Regions from separate parts of the Oryctolagus cuniculus genome. Here region 1 is linked to region 2. Evidence: chromatin contacts called from public Micro-C data. All regions are on one chromosome and are shown on one strand. The core of a region is the stretch at or near the end of the contact, and the rest is flanking DNA. Distances in the headings are between cores, read along the strand shown.

Region 1 (3,231 bases), core at 306-2,805, 140 kb before region 2:
TCCAAGTCTGCAAACACAAGATTGGGGGGCGAGAACTTGAGGCAGAGCCCCCGTCTCGCCTGACCCAGATCGCCCAACCGCGGCTCGCTGTGGCCCGGTCCCGCCCCCAGCCCGCTGTCACCTCCAGATTGTGCTCAAAGTAGCTGAGTTTCTCTGAGGTGAACGCCCCGTGGATCTTCCCAAGGTACTCCTGGAAGCTCCGCTCCTCCTGGCTCATCAGTTGCTCCTTGGACATCTCATAGCTCCAAGGTGGGCGGCGGGGGAAGTCCAGCACTGGGGATCCATGGAGAAGTGCAAAGAAGCAGGAGAAGTTTCAGGACCCCTGGCTGGCTCACTGTCCGCTCACCCGTCCACCCCGGGGTCTCGCTCGCTCTCACCTGAGCCGGGCTGGTAGACCTCCCGGATGTCCAGCTCCAGCAGCTCGGCGCTGACCGGCTGCAGCACCTGCTCCCGGGCTGCTCTCTTCCTCTTCTCCACCTCCTCCCTGCTGTCCCGCTCGAAATGCAGCCGGTATCTAAGGAAACACGGGCCGCGGTACCCAGCGCCAGCCCGGGAGCCAGACAACTTCGCCAAGCTTTCTCTCCGGAGCCGCTGAGAGTCTCTCTCCCAGCCAACCGTTCTCTCCTTCCCACAGTAGCGAAAACCAGACTCTCGGGCCCCTTTGTCAGGGAGGGCTGCGGCGGCTTGGGGCGGGGGGAACCTCGACCCGCCAGCAGCCGGCTTGCCCTGGACGCCCGGGGCCAGAGTCCCCCCTCCACGCTCACCGATTCGGGTCGTAGCCCCGCGGACCCAGGCCCTGGGAAGGCTGCTGATTAAGCCTGCGGATGTGATGGGTCACAGACTCCCCGTCCGAGGTGTCAGTCTGCTCCTCCCGCCGCTCCCGGCTCCCGCTGCGGCTGTTGGAACTGGAGCGCAGCCCATCTTGAAGTCCTGCGGGGAGGGGCCGGTGACGCCAGCGCTGGCCGGCTCTCAGGGGCCATAAGACCCCCCCCCCACGCCCCCGCCCCGGCCCCAGCCCCGGGAGGCCTGGCTCCCCTCCACCCACCCAACTTCCTCCGCGGCTCGGCCCTCCCAGCCACGCGCCCCAGGACCCCTCCGGATGTGCGCGGGGGCAGTCGCTGCTCCAGGGAGCTGCGGGAACGGCTTCCCCTCCCCCAGCTCCCCATCCTCGCCCACCCCTTCCAGCTATGGGGGAACCCCTCCACGGCCGCCCGCGCACCTCGGCGCGCGCTCGCCGCCCCCTCCCACGCCCCCTCCCCAGGTGCAGCGGGCACACCCCTCCCTCAGAGGTGCGGGAGCCCGAGCCCCGCCCCCTCCGCCCGCTCCCGCACTGACCTCGCTTCCGTTCGCGCTTGTCCTGCAGCTGCTTCTTCTTCTGCTTCACGCTGAAGGGCTTCTTCCTCGGCATGGCCCGGACCAGTCACCGGGCCCGCCCCTCCGCCGAGCTCCCGCCGCCTCAACTGACTCCCGGGGGCAGCCCCCGCCGCCAGGGCCCGGGACCCTCGAGGAGGCGGGGCTAGCGGGTGACGTCACGGACGGGCCGGGCCGGCCGGCGGCGACTGCCGGGACGGAAAGCAGACACGGGGTGGTCACGTCTCTCCCGGAGCGAGGCGAGGGGCTGAGGGGACGGGGCAGGCGGCCGGCACGTGAGAGTCAGCGGCACCGGCGGGGCGCAGCGGCGGTGGAGGAGGAGGCGCGCGTGGGAGGATCGGGCCCGCTCCGTCACGGACGCTACCAACGGGCGCCCGCAGGAGGGGGGGCGCGTGTCATCACTACCTTGCGCTCCCGGGAGACGCTACCACTCACCTGGCGGGGGCGGCGGAGCGGAGGGCGGGCCCAGCTACCTTCGGAGGGAGGGGGCGGGGACGCGCCGAGGCGACAGCACCGAGCGGGGATTGGCCTGGGTGGAAAGCGGAGACGGAGCACCCCGAGAGGGAAGCCCGCTTGCTGGCGACTCGTGGGGCACGGCCGGAGGTCTTAAGGGGCGGGTGGCGTTCTGCCGGTTCCCGGGCGCGGACCTGCTGGGACCCGAATTTCGATGCTAACGGGCGGGTCTGCAGATCCCAAGCGCGGGCGGGAAGGGAGACCCAGGTGGGACAAGGACTTTTGGAGGGAGGTCAGAGGGCACCGAGTTGTGCCTGCGGCTGTTCCCATGGTAACAGGGCACCGGAAGTGGCGACGTTAGGACGCGACAGCCCGCTCTCAGGCCGTCCGGCCCGGAAGCCCGTGGGCTCTGCAGCACACTGTGGTGTTTCTTGGCGGAGGAGAGGGCACTTGTAAGCACTTGGAGAGATGCAGCAAAGGTAAGGTTTGAGGTTGCCGCCGTGCCTAGCAGAGCGGGAGCGGGGCGGTTTTCGGGCGGGTGCGGCCGCGGCAGGGGCTCCCCGCTGCCTCCCGGAAGTGGAATGGCGGGAGCCTCAGCCCCGCTGCCCACCGGGCTCCCCCCGGAAGCGGAAACAGCTTCCAGCGTGCCCCTTCCTCACTGCCCTCCAAATCCCGCTGCAGCCATTGCCGCAGCCACGATGCCGAAACGAAAGAAGCAGAATCCGCAGCCGCCGCCACAGCAGCCCCCACGGCCCGAGCGGGAGGAGACTGGAGACGAGGAAGATGGTTGTCCCATGGGTAAGGGAGCGCACGTTCTCGGCAGCTGGGCCAGGCTGGGGCCAGGGACTAGGCAGGTGCGGGGGAGGGGGCGCTCACGGAAGGCGCGAGGGCGCACGCGCAGGGGAAGGGGCTGTCCTGCATGCAGCTTTAAGCCAGGAGTTTACTCACCTGAACTCCTGGCCTTTATCCGGCCCCCAAACCTTTCTGGAGGAGGCGGGGGAGGAAAAGCTAAAGTGCGGAGTGCGCAGCCGCAGGAGGAGAGGTGCGCGATGTTGCAGGCTGTGGCGGGTGGGAGCGCAGTCTGAGATCAAACTAGGAGGGTAGAATGCAGTGCGGCCGCCTTTTAAGCACTCCCCTGGGGGAGGGGGAGGGGAAAAGAGCTGTTTGATTGGCCAGCAGTTCAGGTGGGGGATTGAATTAGCCCTGGAATTACCTAGGATGTTGTGGTTGCACCAGTATGAGGGAAAGACAGTGGTCAGCGTCATTCCTGCATGACCGGGTTTCCTGAGTCTCTGCTTTCTAGCAGAACATGGAAACAGCTTGGCAGAGGAAAGGGCCCACAGATGGGGTGAGAATGTGCAACACTGATGATACATAGCTCACTTCGCTGATTGAGTTAAGGAGTGC
Region 2 (3,191 bases), core at 582-3,081:
ACTTCCCGCGCAGACTTCCAAACCGCGACCAGAGAGTCTGGCGCCAGTTTCTGGCGGCGGATAGAGCGTCTCTGTACTACAGTCGTCGGCCGCGTCTGGTCCGGCCAGAGCGCCCTTTTCCGGTCCTCCCAGACATGGTGTCCGCTGACTCAGGAGAAACAAATGGGTTGCGGATTGCAGTCGTGGCTCCAGGCTGCAGTTTGGAGGACAGCCCGTAGGCGTGGCACTTGAGGCTCCTCACTGCAGTGGAATTTCATTGCCTTTTGATTTCGCTTGTTTAGTAGAAGTCGTGTCATTTCCTCCTGAGAATACATCCCCGACGGACATTTTGAGGACATTTTCCTAAACGGAAGATCCTAAAATAAAAATCCAAAGCCTAAGAGAGGAAACTGTTTTGCTAACCGTTTTAAAAGGTTGGCCTCACTTTTCAAGGGGCAAGGCAAGGATGGAAAGTAATTTATTTCATTATAACGAGACATGAAGAGACCAGGAAATAATTTGATAGGGATCTACTTTAGGTAGCTCTTTCCCGTTTGTTATCTCAGCTCGGGCCACGAGAACCAAACAGAAGTAGATTTTATCTCTGCAGCTCTGCGAAGTTAAATGACTCGCTGGGTTCCTAATGCAGAGACAAATGGAAACAAGTCCTCCAGTTCTAAATCTGAGCTCTTTACTGCAGAAAAGCTGCTTTCGTTGTGAGCATGCCCGAAAACATAAGATATTTTAATGGAGTACAAGGGTCCTACACTCACTTAACGCTCCTTCATTTGGAAGGTGATTTAGAAATGTGCGCTGATGCTGATGGAATGTGGATTAACAATGACCTTGACTGGGACCACACCTCTCTAGACTGGTGCTTACCGCATTTCTCATCGAACTGCAAGGTCCTGGAGGCCAGGGAACGGATTCTTAATCATTTTTGTATCTCTTGCTCCTGGGTTGGTGGATAGGTAGTACCTACCAAATGAGTGAGTCCTTGGGAAGCAGGTGGACCCCGTGGAAGCCCATTCCATTTTCCACTCTTTCAGTCACCCCTCCCCCTCTGCAATGGCCACCGCCCGCCTAGTCAGTGAAACTGAAACGCACCGATTTCATCAATCTGGACAGGCCGTCTGGAAAGACCGAAATCCTATGAAGCTTCAGACTCCCTAGTTCCCCGTTTTCACAAGAAAATCAAGCTGTTTTCCAAGGCCCACATCCCCATAACGGAGGCTGCAAATCTCAGCACTTCCTCTAAACGCTGCAACTTACTCCTTGAACAATAGCTACATCCCAAAAGACCCTCGCTACAGTTTTGTTTCTCTGTCGCAACTTTCTCAGTCCCAGACTCCCAGGGAGATATCAGGAAGGCAATCCGAGGGGGCAGCGGCTTATGCGGGTTCAGGCTTTGGGTCACCCAAGGGCCAGAGTGCTGCACCGCTCCCTGGTTTTCGCTGAGCTTAGCAGTCCTGTCTTCAGACAGCTGCTACTACAGGGAGCTTTCTGGGCGTGCCCTCCTCACCTCCCAGCCCCCGGCACCCAGGACTCCCCAACCCCTGCATCCCCGAGAACAGCCCCCTTTCTGCACAAAAGAACTCAGGCACAGAGGGAAAGAACCGCAGACACAGTCCTGCTCTATTGCAAACACACGCAGACGCGGCCGGTACCCACCCCTAGTCGCTGGAATTTTTTTTTTTTTTGCAGCGTGCACAACAATAGGGAACTACAACTCCCAGGGAGCACTGCGCTGGCCCGCCAGCGTGGAGACCAATGGGCGGCCGGCGCCTGTCGGCCGCGGCCAATCAGCGGCGGGCTCGGGGCGGCTTTGTCTGCAGAGCGGGGCGCGGGCTCGGTCTCCCGCCTCCCGGGCCGCGCACGCGCGCCCCGCCCTGCCGCCCGCCCTCCCCCGCCCGCCCCTCTCTTTTCTCCCTCTCCGAACCTTGGCGCTGCCGCGTTCGGACCTCGCTGCTGCAGCCTCCGGGGCACGCTCCATCCTCCCAGCCAGCGACCGGCAGAGAGACGGGAAAAAAACAATAACCAAATCCCAGACTACCCGAGTCACATAGTTCCTTGCCCCGCAGGCGAGCCAGAGAAAATTAGATTCCAACCATGAGGGAAATTGTGCACATCCAAGCCGGTCAGTGTGGCAACCAGATCGGTGCCAAGGTAAGCGTTTCCAGCCTCTTCTTGGAGCCGTCTTTCGTGCTAGAAAGCATGCTGTAGAGACGTTGGCGGGGCAGCCGCGGGCTCCACGCTCCCGCGAGCTTTGTTTTCGCCTGAGTTGCTGCCTGTGCCTGTGGCGAGCCCCCCGGCTCTCGGGAAGACGCGGGGCTCGTTTTCTCCGCCAGGCGCAATTTTTTTTGGGGGGGGGGGGGGAGACGCTCTGCCAAGGTTCTTTGTGCGCGAGGGGCGGGAAGACAGGACTTGGAGCGATTTCGCCTCGGAGGGTTTGCTAACGGTCCGCGCACAAAGCGGGGCGCGGTCTGGCCCACGTGCACCCCGCCGCGCTCTGGGGCTGGGGTAGGGGCAGGGGCGAGGCTGGGCCCCGGCGCGCGGGGTGGAGGCGAGGACCGTGCGGCGTTCATTTTACCTCTATTGCCCCTAGGAGAGCCCTTAGGGCGTGAGCGGACTCGGAGAGGAAGGGGGAGGGGGCTGGACTTTCCTGCGGGGCCGAATGGCGGGGGGACAGAATTTCTATTTAAAACTAGGTGAAGAAGCGAAGGAGGAGAGATTTCGGGGCTGACGGGGATTTTTTTTTTTTTTTTTTTGCGCGGGCTGTTACAGAGTAGCGGGGGCAGGGCAGGGAGGAAGTGCGGCGTTGTAGCCGAAGGGCGGGCCCGCGGGGGCGGGGCCAGGCGCGCGCCCGCGCGGAGGCCCCGCCCCTGGCGGCGGCGCGTACGCGGAAGCCGCGCCCCGGCCCCGCCCCCCGCGCGCAACGCCCTTCTTTGTCGGCGGCCCGGCGTGCGCGTGCGCCGCGGTCACGTGGGCGGGCGGACTGCGGCAGCGGCGGGGGGCGCGCGGCGCGGGTCCATTGTGTGCCGCGTGGACGGGCGGTGCCCGGCATGGGGGGCTGGGAGGGGCGCCTAGCGGCGTCGGGTGACCCCCGCGGCGCTCGGAATGCCGGGCCGCCCGGTCGCGCCGCGTTCCCGCCCCAGGCTCTGGGAGGCTGTGGCTGACTGCAGGGAAGGGCGCGGCCGGCACATAAAGGACCG

What was found. Hi-C and Micro-C count contacts between places; a contact is called where the count stands out from the background.
Region 1: a Micro-C map of ear pinna shows a contact between it and region 2, with 4 times the contacts expected there. The contact joins the promoter of GNL1 here to the promoter of TUBB in region 2. A contact is called at or near these places in 2 of 6 Hi-C or Micro-C datasets (ear pinna and an unstated tissue).

The regions. Positions count from the first base shown.
Region 1 is chr5:139,858,535-139,861,765 of mOryCun1.1, reverse strand. GNL1 (G protein nucleolar 1 (putative)) reads right to left here and starts at 1,555. Exons shown (of 12, transcript XM_051854896.2): 1 at 1,336-1,555; 2 at 765-930; 3 at 378-514; 4 at 122-273; 5 at 1-7. The coding sequence starts at 1,408. It overlaps PRR3 (proline rich 3), which reads left to right and starts at 2,010. Exons shown (of 5, transcript XM_008262677.4): 1 at 2,010-2,303; 2 at 2,506-2,622. The coding sequence starts at 2,523.
Region 2 is chr5:139,720,017-139,723,207 of mOryCun1.1, reverse strand. It overlaps TUBB (tubulin beta class I), which reads left to right and starts at 1,831. Exons shown (of 4, transcript XM_002714359.4): 1 at 1,831-2,145. The coding sequence starts at 2,089. MDC1 (mediator of DNA damage checkpoint 1) reads right to left here and starts at 342. Exons shown (of 14, transcript XM_070074262.1): 1 at 1-342.